Regions from separate parts of the Mus musculus genome. Here regions 2 and 3 are each linked to region 1. A link is a contact called in public promoter capture Hi-C data. All regions are on one chromosome and are shown on one strand. The core of a region is the stretch at or near the end of the contact, and the rest is flanking DNA. Distances in the headings are between cores, read along the strand shown.

The links. Promoter capture Hi-C pulls out the DNA fragments that hold promoters and counts their contacts.
Region 2: a promoter capture Hi-C map of liver shows a contact between it and region 1, with 3 times the contacts expected there. The contact joins the promoter of Ggt5 here to the promoter of Pttg1ip in region 1.
Region 3: a contact with region 1 is called in a promoter capture Hi-C map of erythroid cells, with 7 times the contacts expected there. The contact joins the promoter of Pcnt here to the promoter of Pttg1ip in region 1. A contact is called at or near these places in 2 of 39 promoter capture datasets (erythroid cells and hematopoietic stem and progenitor cells), 1 of 115 datasets of contacts at active chromatin or transcription factors (embryonic stem cells) and 1 of 9 other capture datasets (liver).

What each region holds. Positions count from the first base shown.
Region 1 is chr10:77,579,321-77,583,977 of GRCm38.p6, forward strand. Pttg1ip (pituitary tumor-transforming 1 interacting protein) reads left to right here and starts at 2,335. Exons shown (of 6, transcript NM_145925.3): 1 at 2,335-2,607. The coding sequence starts at 2,502.
Region 2 is chr10:75,586,716-75,591,372 of GRCm38.p6, forward strand. Ggt5 (gamma-glutamyltransferase 5) reads left to right here and starts at 2,666. Exons shown (of 12, transcript NM_011820.5): 1 at 2,666-3,167. The coding sequence starts at 2,995.
Region 3 is chr10:76,440,489-76,445,145 of GRCm38.p6, forward strand. Pcnt (pericentrin (kendrin)) reads right to left here and starts at 2,424. Exons shown (of 42, transcript NM_008787.3): 1 at 2,077-2,424. The coding sequence starts at 2,130.

The DNA.
Region 1 (4,657 bases), core at 1,085-3,584:
TTCAGATTATGGCCATAATGTATGCTGTGCAAGGCTGCAGAGATGGCTCAGTGGATAAGAACATTCATCCTGTTACTCCAATTGATGAGACTAGTGCTGCCAATCAAAAGGTCTCAAGAATAAAGAAGTTCACAGTTCCCAATTCCATCTTTGGGTTAGCTTAGGTTTCCTGGAGGAGGAATTTGAGCAGAGTGAGGGGATGCATAATTAAACAATCATGGCCACACTGTGCTCTGGTTGCTCACTGTCTCAGTTCTGGTCACTCACAATTCCATCTAACAGTTTGTCCTTGAAAGCAGTCAGGACAGGAACTTATGCAGGGCAGAGATCTGGCATAGGAGCTAATACAGAGGCCATGGAGGAGTGCCACTTACTGGCTTGGTCCTAGGTAGCTTGACTGCTTTTTATTACAGAATCCAGGACCACCACCCAGGAGTGGTACCATAACCAGCTGAGCTCTTCATCAATCACTAATTAAGAAAATGTCCTACAATCCTGCCTCCTACATCCCACTCTTAGAAAATCCATTAATCCCTGAATCTGAAACTATAATGGCTTAGGGTTTCGGAGGAAGGGTCAAGAGATCTTCAACCTCAGATACCTCAAACACAAGGATGGCAGGCATTGGCTACCTCCCCACTCCCAACCTGGCACCAGAAAGCTGGCTCCCTCACCATATTACCCTTACAGTTATCAGGCTTCACTCCTTGTTTGACCTTATAAGGTTTCCCTCACCCCCACAACCATGAATATGCAGAATATGCAGATAAAGCATCTTCCAGAACCCCTGCCCTGGCCAATCCAATGATACATGGCCACAAAACCTTGCCTTAGAGACTCTGACCACTAACTGGAGGGGGGCGTGTCCTTTGTCCCACTCATTTCCCACCCAGATCCCGCACTGCACTAACCAGGGCCCTGCTAAACTTCCCTTGCTCTGGACCAGCTCAGTGATACAAAGACCCTGAGTCCTCCCAAGCTCAGGAATTGAAATCCCACCAATCCTCATCCTGGAAATCTCCACGGGAAGCCCCACCCCCAAGAAATCCTATATAAGCTCTGCCTTTGGCTTCGTTCTCTGCTGCTTTTCACCCTAGCAGAATTAGCTGCCCTCCTGTTTTTGTTGTTGTTGTTGCTGTTGTTTGTTTGCTTTTTTTCCCTCTCCATAAATCTCTTGTGTGCCTCATGTGTCGTGTGACTTTGTGGTATTCCTTGGCTCCCAATTGCCAGGAAGCCTCTCTAGCAGAGCTGTAACATTTTCCCCGGAACAGAACTTGGCTGGGGAAAACCTGCCTGGCCGAAGTAAAGCTGTAACGCTTTCACTGGGGAAAGCCTCCCTCTGGCAAAGCAGAATTGTTACACTTTGGCTGGAGAAGTCTTCCTCTGCAGAGCAGACCTGTGACACTTTCCATGGGAACCCCCTCCTGCAGCAGAACTGTTATACTTCCTTTGGGAAAACCTTCTGCCGCAGCACCAGGAGTGGAGCTGGAACGCTTCAAGCCTTTCCCTTCAGAGTTGCAACACTTACAGTCATAACTAGCTTGTATCAAATGGACATAAAGCTGGTGGGCTCAAGCTTGTATCCTATTTTGCTTACTCCTACTGGAGTCTGGGTCTTTAATGAGTCGAGAAACTTGGGATCCAGAGTCCCGCATTGATCTTTTTGGTGTCTGGCTATCTAGGTCTCTGGTTCATGCACAATCAAGCAGGGAAGGTACCCTCTTACTCAAAGCTCCTGTGTCTTCAAGTTTGCGTCCCCAGTCACTATCAATAAGGATTTGTTTTGTTTTCTTTGAGTCAGGGTCTCATTGGTTAAGGAAGACCTTGAACTTCTGATCCTTCCAATGCTCCACCCCCAAGTGCTGAGATGATAGGTGTGTGTTATCACGACTCATTTGTGAGGTTCTGAGGATGGAACTCGGAGGCTTTGTGCATGCATTGGTTGCCAGGCAAGCAATTCTACCATCTAAGCTACACCCTCCACATTCCCTCAGTGATTTAAACGCCTTTCAGTAACAAGTTCGAGACAGCTTGGATGCTGTTTTAACGTAAATCCACAAAACCTGCCCTCTGGACACGCATACGGCTCTGGCAGAGAATTAACAGGACTGGCAGAGGTTTCCAAGGGTTGGCGGCTACAGAGCAGTTGTGTTAGGCAGAGCAGCTGAGCCTCAGAACCCGCCTCAGAGTCCAGCAGCTCCATTCCAGAGCAAGTGGCAAAGCTTCGCTGTCCACTGCCCAGCCTAGTAGTCTACTACGCACGCGCGCTGCTCTGACGCTCCGGTTATTGCTCCCTCCCCGCAGTTCCAGCAGCGCGCAGGCGTGCTAAGCCTCAGCTGCGCCCGTAGGCGGGCGGAGGTCAGGGGGCGGAGCCAGCGGCTGCGCACTCGCAAGCTCCGCCCGTCTGGCTAGCTTACGGAGGCGGAGCGCTTACTGTGGAAACATCCTAGCTCGGCGTTGGAGTTGAGTCGCCTGAGGTCCCCGCCGACGACGCACTCACCATGGCGCCTGCTAACCTTGGGCTGACGCCGCACTGGGTGATGCTCCTCGGTGCCGTGCTGCTGTTGCTTCTGTCCGGAGCCTCCGCGCAGGAACCTCCGAGAGTGGGTAAGGCCCGTGGGCCTAGGGGCCGAGGAGTAGGAGGAGGGCGGCCGGGTCGGATCCAGGGCGGAGTCCAGCCCGCGGGCTTGGCTGCCTCTGCGCTCACGCCCTCCCTTGAAGCTGGGTAAGGCAGCCAGCCTCTGCTGGAAGTTAACGTCGTGCCCTGAGGCACGAAAGACTCGGCTAGTCGGAACCGACGCCTCGGCACCTGCTTAGCATCTCGGGGACCATCTGCATTCCAGCACTGTTTTTGTTTGAGGGGAATCAGGGAGCTGACAAGTTGTGTCCAAGACTGAGGCTTGGTCAACTTTGACCTTTGTACGCTCGCTAGAGTTGATGAGGCGCTGCAAGAGAGTATTTTTGTTAGCTCAGGCTCTCTCAAGGTGTCTTTACACTCTAGCCTGTCACGGTGTGTTTTCTCTTTGTGACCTTTTGCCAGTTGTCGCGTCTCTCTGTTTAAGTTTCTTATCTGCTCCCAGGTATGCCTAGGACCGGTCTGGGACTGCCTCACTCCTGCTACCTTGGTGAGGGTGACTAAAGGAGCTGACCCTGGCCGCCCCGGGGAACTTGGGGCTAGATTCTCCAGTAAGGACTTTATGCCAGGCAGAGTGTTGGGGAGCCTGTGGAGACCCAGGACCCTTCCCAGTGTCTCAAGGGTGTCTGCTGCGATACTGGGGGGAGGGGGGGGGGCACGAACCTTCACCTGTTACCAACCACCACGTGTTAGGTGTAAGGATTCTACTCCTTGACATTCTATAGGGAGATAGCTGATGTTTAAAACGGCTAGTCTTTACAAGGAATTTGCATAAATTTACATTACCGTATCCTGTATCCCAAAACTCGCCTTTTTTTGTTGTTTGAGACTGGGTTCAGGCTGGTTTTGAACTTTTTTGTTTGTTTTTTCGAGACAGTGTGTCTCTGTGTAGCCCTGGCTGTCCTGGAACTCACTCTGTAGACCAGGCTGGCCTTGAACTCAGAGATCCGCCTGCCTCTGCCTCCCTAGTGCTGGGATTAAAGGCGTGTGCCACCACGCCCAGCTTGGTTTTGAACTTAAAGGTGTCTGCCTGCCTCTGCCTCTCAAATGCTGACCATAAAGCATTTGCCCTGCCTGGCAAAACTCACCCTTTAAATATTTTTTGTGTGCTTCACAGAACCTGTAGTAGATTATAGATCCGTAGAGTGAAATTTGCGACATTGAGGACACTTTGACAGGGCTTTTGGACCCTCTACTAATGGCGTGTGGAGTCACTGTCTCTGAGCTTCATCTTGGGAAAACAGTCCCTAAAAGGGCTGCAGTGGTGTTAGGAACACTAAGACACAGTGATGGCTGGTGCAGGTCTCCAAGTAGTGGGTCCTTACTGAACACCCCAGTTTGTAGAGGAATCTGCAGTTCCCCTCCCTCTGTCCCTGAGGAACCTGCCTTAGTGAACTGTATTATTCAATACTGCATACATGCCTTTTGGGGTGTCCTGCCCCTCCTTTTCTCAAACAGTGCAGTGTTGAGGACTACTTTGTCAAGCAAGTGTACTCCCAACATGACATTCGAGATGTCCTCTGAGTTCTGAATTCTGTCACCAGAGTGGGCACTCTTAAGCCCTTTCAAGTTCATTTCACTTGGGGGCACAGGAGATGGCAGCATGTTTCATAGGTTTACAATGAGTAAGGTTCACTTCCTTAGTTTCCACAATTATTCCTTTCCCACATGTAGGTGTGTCTTTTTGTCCTGAGGACCTGAGTCGACTCACCCGAAACGTCAAGGACCCACTCAGAAGCGAGTCACTATTTATTGCCTTTCCATTTAGTTATTAAATGAGTCTGAAAGTTCTTTAATAATGAGTAAATAGCTATTCTAAACTGAACTCTAAGCCACAGTGCCTCAGAGTCAGGACATCCGTGATCAGCATTGAGAAACCACAAGGACATTGTTCCTATCTCCAGTGTGTGGTTGGCTGTGTCCCGTGATGAGGTGAGAGATACTGTGTGTGGCCTCCCTGAAATGTGAGCCACGGGGCAGCAGGTTGTCAGTGTTTCCTTCCTTGCCACATGAGTCTGGGAG
Region 2 (4,657 bases), core at 1,416-3,915, 2.0 Mb before region 1:
GGATGAGCCCAGAAGAGCACCATTAGATACATCCCTCCTTGTGTTAGTCAGGGTTTCTATTGCTGCAATGAAAGACCATGACCAAAGCAGCTTGGAGAGGAAAGGGTTTATTTGGCTTACATTTCCACATCACAGTTGACCATGAAAGGTAAGGACAGGCACTCAGACGGGCCAGGAACCTGGAGACAGGAGCCAATACAGGGGCCATGGAAGAGTGCGACTTGCTCCTCATGGCTTGTTCAGCCTTCTTTCTTATAGAACCCAGGACCTTCAGCCCAGGGATGGCGCCACCCACAATAGGCTAAACCCTCCTCCATCCATCACTAATTTAAAAACTGTCCTGCAGGCTTGCCCACAGCTAGATCTTATGGAGGTATTTTCTCAGTTGAGGCTCCCTCTCTGATGACTCTAGTTTGTGTCAAGTTGATATAAAACTAGCCAACACACTCTTTAAGGGCAGCCCCTCATGCTGTGTCAAGGTCTATAGAACTCACAGCTGTGACCACGAGGTAAAGAGACACTTGGAGACAATGTAGAAGTGAGCCACCGGGGTAGTCACAGCCTAGGAGCTAAATATTGCCCCTTAAAGTGAGCACAAGTTGGGGGTCCCTGAGGGAAGGGACCCAGTGGCTGGAGGAGGGTCCCAGGAGGCTAGAAGTCCTGGTGTTTCCAACCTGCCCATGGGAAAGCAGGGTTTTCCTGTAGGTGTGCTCCATGTCTGAGCTCTAAAGCTCTCTATCTCTGGGGCTCCTTGGGGAACACAGAAGCTGGGCTGAAGGGGGGGGTGCCAGCCATTCCTCAATCCATATTTGAAGGGGAGAAGGCAGGATTCCCTAGGCCAATATATTAAGATATGGTATATCAGTGTTTCATGCCCCACTGGACTGGCCGGAGATTTCCATGGACCCAGGGTGCTTGAAGTGTACCGCGCTCTCCCAGACCCACTGCGTATAGCCCAGAGCTTCTTTGGAGACTTGGGGACTTGAGTGACCATCCCCTTTCTAGTGCCTTTCCATGTTACTTCCTGGATAAGGGCCTTTGGAGCCACCAGACCTGGCCTTCCCAGCCAAGTCCAGTATGATAGCAAGCCTTGAGAATCCGTAGAACTGCCTCTGAACTCTGGTCTGCGCCTGACCAGGATGTCCCAGCCAGGGACCAGGAGGGGAAGATAACCTACCCTTGTGTCTGCTTGTTCCCCCCATACTGCTTTGGCCTTAGGGGACAGTGGCCCGTGAGTGGACTGGCCTACATTCAAGAATGTGCTTTGGTTCCTGGTTGAGCAATGACATGACATTGTAGTGTTGGGGACAACTGGGATGGGGAAGACTCCCACAGACACTCCCCTCTTCCTCTAGGAAGATGTGGGAACAGGCTTACAGGAAACAGCCTCCCTTGTCCAGGCTTAGCAGGGACTCTGGGTGTGACACTTAACAGGATGGGTGGCCAGTGCGGGCATTCCCTCTCTGGGCCTCTTTTTTTTTTTTTTTTTTTTTTTTTTGGCATTGCCAAGCCGGGGGGTACGAAGATGGGGGCGGGGGGCATGCTCAGTGGAAAGAGAGTGAGGAATGATGGGAAGGCCTGAAACCAAGAGCTCTTCTGCCCTGCACATGTATTAATTCTGATCACGAGAGCACATTGGTGGGTCCTCACTGCTCCAGCTGCCTCCCACTGGAACATCCTGAGATCATGGAAAGATAGGACCCAAGCCAGGCTCCCAGAGGAGGAGGCTCACCAGCACAGAAATAGCCCTGAGTTCTTCTGGACTCAGCAAGTGGGCCTCTGAGCTGCAGAAAAAGGGAGGGCACTTGAGCAGGGCAGCCTCGTCCTTTAGAGGTCTAAGGTTGAGTTTATGGGTCACTATGTCCCAGCACTGTGTGTCAGCAGCACTGGGTGTCAGGGCACTGGACATCTGGCCTGCCTGCCCACTCCCTTCCCACCCCATGCTCAGATGTTTGGATGAGGCTGTGCCAGGCTGTAATAAAACGGTCCCGACGAGGCTGGAGAGCTGGCTCAGCAGTTAAAAGCACTGACTGCTCTTCCTGAGGTCCTGACTCTAAATCCCAGCAACCACATGGTGGCTCACAACCATCTGTAATGAGATCTGATGCCCTCTTCTGGTGTGTCTGAAGACAGCTACAGTGTACTTACATATAATAAATAAATAAATAAATAAATAAATAAATAAATCTTTAAAATATTTTAAAAGATTCATTTCTATAAAAATTTTAAAAATTAAAACAGCACGGTCCTGAGTGGCTACCTTGGTCTACCTTCAGCCCCATCTCTGTACCAGCTGGGTGATTGCATTGAGAGGCTGCCTGGGTGGAACCAGTTGGGAGTGGAAGCTGGGGAATGGAGTTTCACCCTGCAGGAGACACCCTGACCCTGAGCTGTTGGGAGGCAGGAAAACAGTGAGAGAGGTTCCCTGAGTTCCATGTCCCAGTTCCCCTGGGTGCATCAAGCATCACATTTCCAATGGCACTGGGACTGAGGAGTCTTTGGGTGGTGTTGGGGCAGCAGGGCAGGCCATGGGATCAACTGGCGATGGAAGAGTTAACAGCGGCAGCTGGCTCTTCTCAAGAAAAAAAAAACTCCCTGTAGATGCCTGGCTTGCCTCCAGGGTTGAGCCTCGGGAGCTGAAAACTGCAAGTTCAGACCTGTGGCTAGTTCTGCCTCTGGAGGAGAGTGTAGCAGCAGCCTGGCCACAGCCTGCCGTCTGTCTATCCATAAACCCAGGCTGGCTGGCTTCCTGTTTCTCCTCTGTAACCTGCCTGGCCACCTATCTGTAAGGCTGTCCGTCATCCTTTCTGTCCAGTTGTCTGGCCTGTGTGGCTGTCTGTCTTGACCCATCGATCTTTCCCCTCTGTCCAATAGCCTGAGATCACCCTGTGTAGCTTCTTTTCCCTTCAGTTTGTCAGTCAGTTTGTCTGTCTCTGTCTGTCCACTGCCCTGTGTGTCCAGTTGCCTCCCTCTCTGTCCCTGGGCCACTGAGCCATGGCTTGGGGTCACAGGGCCACGGTCTGCCTGGTCCTGCTGGGTGTAGGTCTAGGTCTGGTTATCGTTGTGTTGGCTGCGGTCCTTTCTCCTCGTCAAGCCTCTTGTGGTCCCGGTGCCTTCACGCGTGCTGCGGTAGCGGCTGACTCCAAGATCTGCTCGGATATTGGACGGTGAGTAAAAAGTGGGTGTGAGCTCAGTGGCCCTTGGCAGCTAGCGGGTTGTGCCTGGAGACTGTGTAACTGTGGTGGGGGTGTGAAGAGGGACACGCGAGTGCCGGCTGTGCTTGCGGTGGGGTAAAGGCCATGTGTGGTTTGGCTTCCTACAACAGTCCCAGGGCCCTTGCACAGAATGGTGTATGTGTGTCCATAGGGAAGATGGGGACTCTGGACAGCATTGCAAAGATGGTGTGAGTCTATTATTGAAGATCGGCTATACAGTGCTGGTTGGAAAGGCAGACTGGATGAGACCTGTGACTTTGTGCCTGCTGGTTCTGACCAAGACTGGACCTTTTTCAGAAACCTGGGCAACGGGCTTCAGGGTTCCATACATTGGTCTGCCCTGCCACAGAGAGAGGGAGGTCCCAGGGCCAGTATAAGAAAGCACGTTACAGCTGTCAGGACCTCCCTCTCTGTGGCAGGGTCTGGCCTTGGTGAGTGGAGTGACTGATGTGGAGGCTGGGAAGGAGGGAGAGAGACAGACAGAGACAGACACAGACACAGAGAGAAAGAGAGGCAGAGACAGAGAGACAGAGACAGAGAGACAGAGAGAGGAAGAGTGGGGAGAGAGAGACAGACAGAGAGATAGACAGAGAGACAGACAGAGAGAGAGGCAGAGAGAGAGGCAGAGAGAGAGGCAGAGAGACAGACAGAGAGAGAGGCAGAGAGAGAGGCAGAGAGAAGCTACAGTGGTTGTTTCCTGACCTTCCAGGAAACCCAGCCCATGGGAAGCCTATGCTACCCACCATGCTGCCACAGGATTACCCTGAGGCAAGAAGTCACTCCTGGTCCCCTGCCTCCCACTGGGGCCCTGAAACCTGGACAAGCCTCTCCTTTTTTCTGGTCATCTGGGTCTCCTTCCCAGAATATCTGCCTGGTAGCCCACTGTCAGGGTTCAAGTGCTTTGTAAACCCAAGGCTGGGTCCTGCAGCAGGCAGAGTGGTGGTCCTGGCCCAAAATACCATGCTGTTATGCTTTTTTTTGACTGTTATTGAATGTACCTTCTGTCTGTCTGTCCTTCCTTCTTCCTTCCTTACATCCTTTCTTCCTTCTGTCCATCCTTCCATCTGTCCTTTGTCTGTTTGTCCTTCAAACCATCTGTCCTTCCTTCCTTCCTTCCTTCCTTCTGTCCATCCTTCTTTCTGTCTGTCTGTTCATCTGTTTTTCCTTCCATCCTTCCTTCTGTCTATCCTTCCTTCCTTCTGTCCATCCTTCCTTCCTTCTGTCTGTCCTTCCTTCTGTCTGTCTTTCCTTCCTTCTGTCCTTCCTTCTGTTTGTCCTGCCTTCCTTCCCGCCTCCCTTATTCCATCTGTCTACCCATTCTCTTCCACCTCCCTCGCTCACAGTAGCCCGCAACCCTGCTAACCTGGTCCTCTGAGTTCCCAGACTTCCTGGAGGATTCACATCTACATTTAACTTGGAACTCCATGGGAATAGCAGCCCGG
Region 3 (4,657 bases), core at 1,174-3,673, 1.1 Mb before region 1:
GACCGCTTTCCCAGAAAACACTGCCTTCACTGACATCGATGCCCTTGGCATGAAGCTCAAAAATGACACGGAGTCTACAAATGGCTATTAATGATGCCTACAAGCAGGCAAAAAGAAAGCAATATGGCTGGGTGAAAGATTGGCTGTTCTAAGCCTTGGATAGTTTACAACAGATTTAAAATGCATCGATTTAACACACTGAGAGCTTAATTAAGTCTATATTCAAGTCTTAAAACTATGACATGAAGCTAGATCATCCCCTTCTTGCCCCCATTCGTCCCTAATGGAAGCAATCCATCGCCCAGCCAAAACTTCTTAGCCATAGACTCTGAGACGAGGTACAGAAATAGCAAAAACTTAATTAAGCCAGGTCAATCTAGCATCTTCCTTTGCAGAATCTTGATGCTCTACTTCTGACACAGCGCAGCAAAGCACTAGGGAGCATCCCAGAATGTTGCCTGCCAGTCAGAGGCACAGCGTAGCTCCTTTCTGTCCCTCAGATACAAGGCTTTTTGACTGTATTCACACACAATCTCCTCCTCGTACCCTATTCAAAAAGGCAAGCGCTGGTGTGCCAACGTCTCACTGGGGTGGGGTGGGGGGACATCTATTCCCTCAAATCACAACCAAGGCCACCCAAGCAGATGTGCCCCTGTTGATGAAAAGAGAAACGCACAGTTTCGTTGGCGGAGGAAATTAACAAGGCCACTTATCTGTGGGAAGAGAAATTTGAAGGGCACTGCCTACAGTACCAACTCTGTTCTAATCTCTTGCCTTCTCCACTGAATGCAACTGTCTGCCTCAGAGCTCGCCCTCTGCAGCATGTACTTGGTCTCTGGCCATGAACCTTCAATGAGTGGCCTTCTGGTTCGTCTCATTAGCCTCCATCTCCCTAAGGATATCTAATTGGGTTCACAAACCCACCCAAGTACAGACACCAGTTCCCCTGGTGAAGTACTAAACTTCACATGCCCTCATTTCTCAAAGTGTCTATCTACATGTGCCCAGCTTATACCCCATAAGGGCCACAATGGCTTCTGGCCGGCACCTGTAATCTGACATTGCTGTGCTCTCATTTCCTCTGTGTATTTTGCATGTTTTTTCGAAGTGGGTGCAGGGTGATAGTGGTGGTGGGGTTGTTGACACAAATGAAGAATTGCTGTTACTAGGCGAACCACAAAATCAACACAGCCCTTTCATGAAGGCTATAGCTATACTGTCCTGACAGTACAGGGTAGGGACACAGCCTCTGGTTCCACAGCCATGATAGCTGGCCAGAGATCCACTTCCAAAATGTTCGCACCTTCTCTTCCTCTGAATCCCCATCACCTTTCAAATAACTATCTTGCCAGGCAGTGGTCGTGCATGCCTTTAATCCCAGCACTTGGGAGGCAGAGGCAGGAGGATTTCTGAGTTCGAGGCCTGCCTGGTCTACCAAGTGAGTTCCAGGACAGCCAGGACTATACAGAGAAACCCTGTCTCGAAAAAAACAAAACAAAACAAAACAAAAAAACAAAACAACTATCTTAACAGCCACAAGTGTTCCCAGGGTAGAGTCTCAAACAAATTCAAAATCTGAGGCAGAAGGAGGTGAGAAGAGGACCCTCGGTAGTATGGCAGTTGTGGGGCCCGGCCAGAGAGCGAACAACGAAATACAACAACAGGACACCACTAGGGAGCAAAGTTCTTGGTTCCCTGGGAAAATAAAGTCTGAAGACGGTCTTTAAAAAGCCTTGGACAGTTTAGTCTCAGGAAAGTGCCTGAGCACCGGAAGCACAACAACTAAGAATGCTAGGTGACCAGGACCCGCCCATGGCGCTCGGGCCCACCTACAAGTCGTACGTCTCTGACGCTGATTGGCTGTGGGTGTAATAGGGCGGAGCGAGACAGAGGGCGCTGGATTCAAGATGGCGGCGCCTAGGAAGTGAATTCCGCAGAAGCGGCGGGAAGGACAAGCGCCCGGCAGTTCCCACTGCTCCACCGCCACCGCTTGTGTCAAGCGGCGGTCTGAGCACCGGAACCGCTTTAGGATTTCTTCCCCACCGCAAAGCTGAGAGAAGGATGCTACCGTCTAACCTTGGCTCTCCCAGCCTCCACCTTCCTGCGCCGCTGCTCCTGCTCGTCTTCCATCTCCACCTGGGCTCCCGGCGAGTCGCTCGGAGGTGACAGGGCGGCGGCGACACCGCCTTCGCTCTATTTACACTCCCTCCCTTCACCCACTCGCCTCCCCACCCCCCATACACACAACTGTCAGCTTCGCCCCGCCAATCCGGAGCCCCGTGTGGCCTTGCGCACGCGCGCTCCGCTGACGCTCCAAGGGCGGAGAGCCATCTCTCTGGTCCCCAATTGGTACGCCGACGCTCTCCACCCTCTTCATCCACGCCAATGAGCGAGGCGCGGCGTTCCCGGGGCTCGCGGGCGTTCGTCGACTGGGCGGCGGGAAGGTTTGGACAAACCGTTTTCCCGAGGCGGTGCTACCTATCGCCCTCTCCCGACAGGAGGAGGACTTACATACCAGCGGCTCTCCATGCCTCCGGTGCGCTCTGGGCACTCTCTCCCGCACTTTGCCAAAGTCGTTTTTTCTGTCGCGATGTGTTTCTGCGAACACTGGGGCATCCTCTAGGATCCACCAGCCCCCACTTTTGGTTCTCAGGTGCAGTCAACTGGGAGTCCTGCTTCCCTTCTTTGACCACTTCGGCCCCTCCTGAACACGGTCCCCTGTCTTCAATCCAAATCCAAAGAACAGAGTATAGCCAGAGTTACTCATTGAATGACACCTAAAACTTAGACCGCTGTCCCCAGTGGACCCCAGAGTTGCCACCCAGGGCCGTTTTGCATTCACGCACACGCTTCAATGTACAGAGTCGCTGTGTGTTCAGGCACCTGACTCTCACTCCATCCATCACCTCTACCAGGAAAGTCTTTCTGCCATAAGGAAATAAAGAAACTATGGTCCATTTGTAGTAAGAGGCGCGTTTAAAGCTCATCGGTGGATTACAGGAAATTAGGAGGATTGGGCCCTTGGATTCCCTAGCCGGCAGCAGGTTCTTTCTTGCCTAACATTTATTAATTTATCATTGGGTTGAAACGTTGCAGGCTGTTAACATGACTAACATAAAAGGAGAGGATCTGAGCTCCAGGATATATGTCAAGAGCTTTGCATCCTGCACGGATAGGATAGGGAAGCTGGAGAGAGGGTAATGCCTATAAGAATGAATCCTCCTGAAGAACTCAGTAGTGTGGAATTTGGGAACAGGGAAATGCCGTAAGGGCTATAAAACCTATTTTATACCAAATCTGCATGACAGCCGTTTTTGCCTTCTCTCTAGGCTGACACCCAACTTTACAAGATCCAAAAAATAAATTGTTTCACTTTCATGACTCAAAAGACTTCAAGCCTCTTAGGAAGTGTCTCTTGCACTGATGAAAACACTGAGTGGGTGGGGGTCCCTCTGGACAGACCTATCCTCTAGGATATGTTGGTCTCAGTCTTTGAGCCATGCAATATTTAAGGAATGTTTGAAGGGTGGTCGGTCATATTTTACATATCAAAACTTAAAGGACTGGAGAGATCAGCAGTTAAGAGCATTAGCTGCTCTTCCAGAGAACCCCCAGTTGATTCGCAGTACCCAATGGTGGCTCACAATTGTTACTCCAGTTCAGAGGATCTGATGCACACCTCTGGCTTCTGAGGGCACCAAAAACTCATGTGGCGCACATTGGTACCCATAAAATAATTTTTAAAGTATAAATAAATACCTAATAATATTTATTTCTTTGAACTATGAGTATGTTTGTGTCTCTGTGTGGAACTGGCAGGTATCCTTAGAGGTAAGAAGAGGGTGTTAAATGCCCTAAAGCTGGAGTTACAGGCAATTGTGCGTCAACAGATGTGGGTTCTGGGATCTAAATTACCCCCTCACTCACTAAGGAAATCCCTGCTTCGTATAGTGGCACGTGTCTTATACCCAGCACTGGAGAGGTGGGTCTCTGAGTTCAGGGCCAGCCAGGGCTAAAAAGAGAGACCCTATGTAAATATAAAATAAAAAGACTTGCTTGCTTAAAGCCCAATGTTAAGAAGACATTTTCTGCAGTGGGGTTCCCTTCTCTTAGAACCAGATGTGGGTTCTGGCATCTAAATTCTCTCAGACGACTATAACTTGTCCCAGGTTAACAGAGAACTAGCAGCCAGCATTGAGTGCATACTGCTCTTACAAAGGACCAGAGTTTGGTTCCTAGCAACCATGTCAAACAGCTCACAACTGCCTATAATGCCAGCTCCAAGGGGGATTAGCTGCCTCTGACCTTGTCAGTACTGGCAACCACATGCAAATACTCATGTACAGACACATACATACACATACATAATTAAAATAATAAAATGTCTTTAAAATCTAATTTAAAATAAAATTGGGGGGGCTAGAGCAATGCCTTGGGGTCTGAGGGCACTTGCTGCTCTTGAGGAATGCTATATAAGAGTCTGGGATAAGGGGTGGTCATCAAGGAGTGCCACCCAGCTCAACCCATAGGCTAGACAGAGAACTGGATATCCTGGGAGGACGACCAATGTGAAGACATGGTAAGCATCAGGCTTGAGACACAGGATGCCCTCGGAAGCCAGGAAAGTGAGAGTAACAGAGAAAAGGAAGGCTGAGGC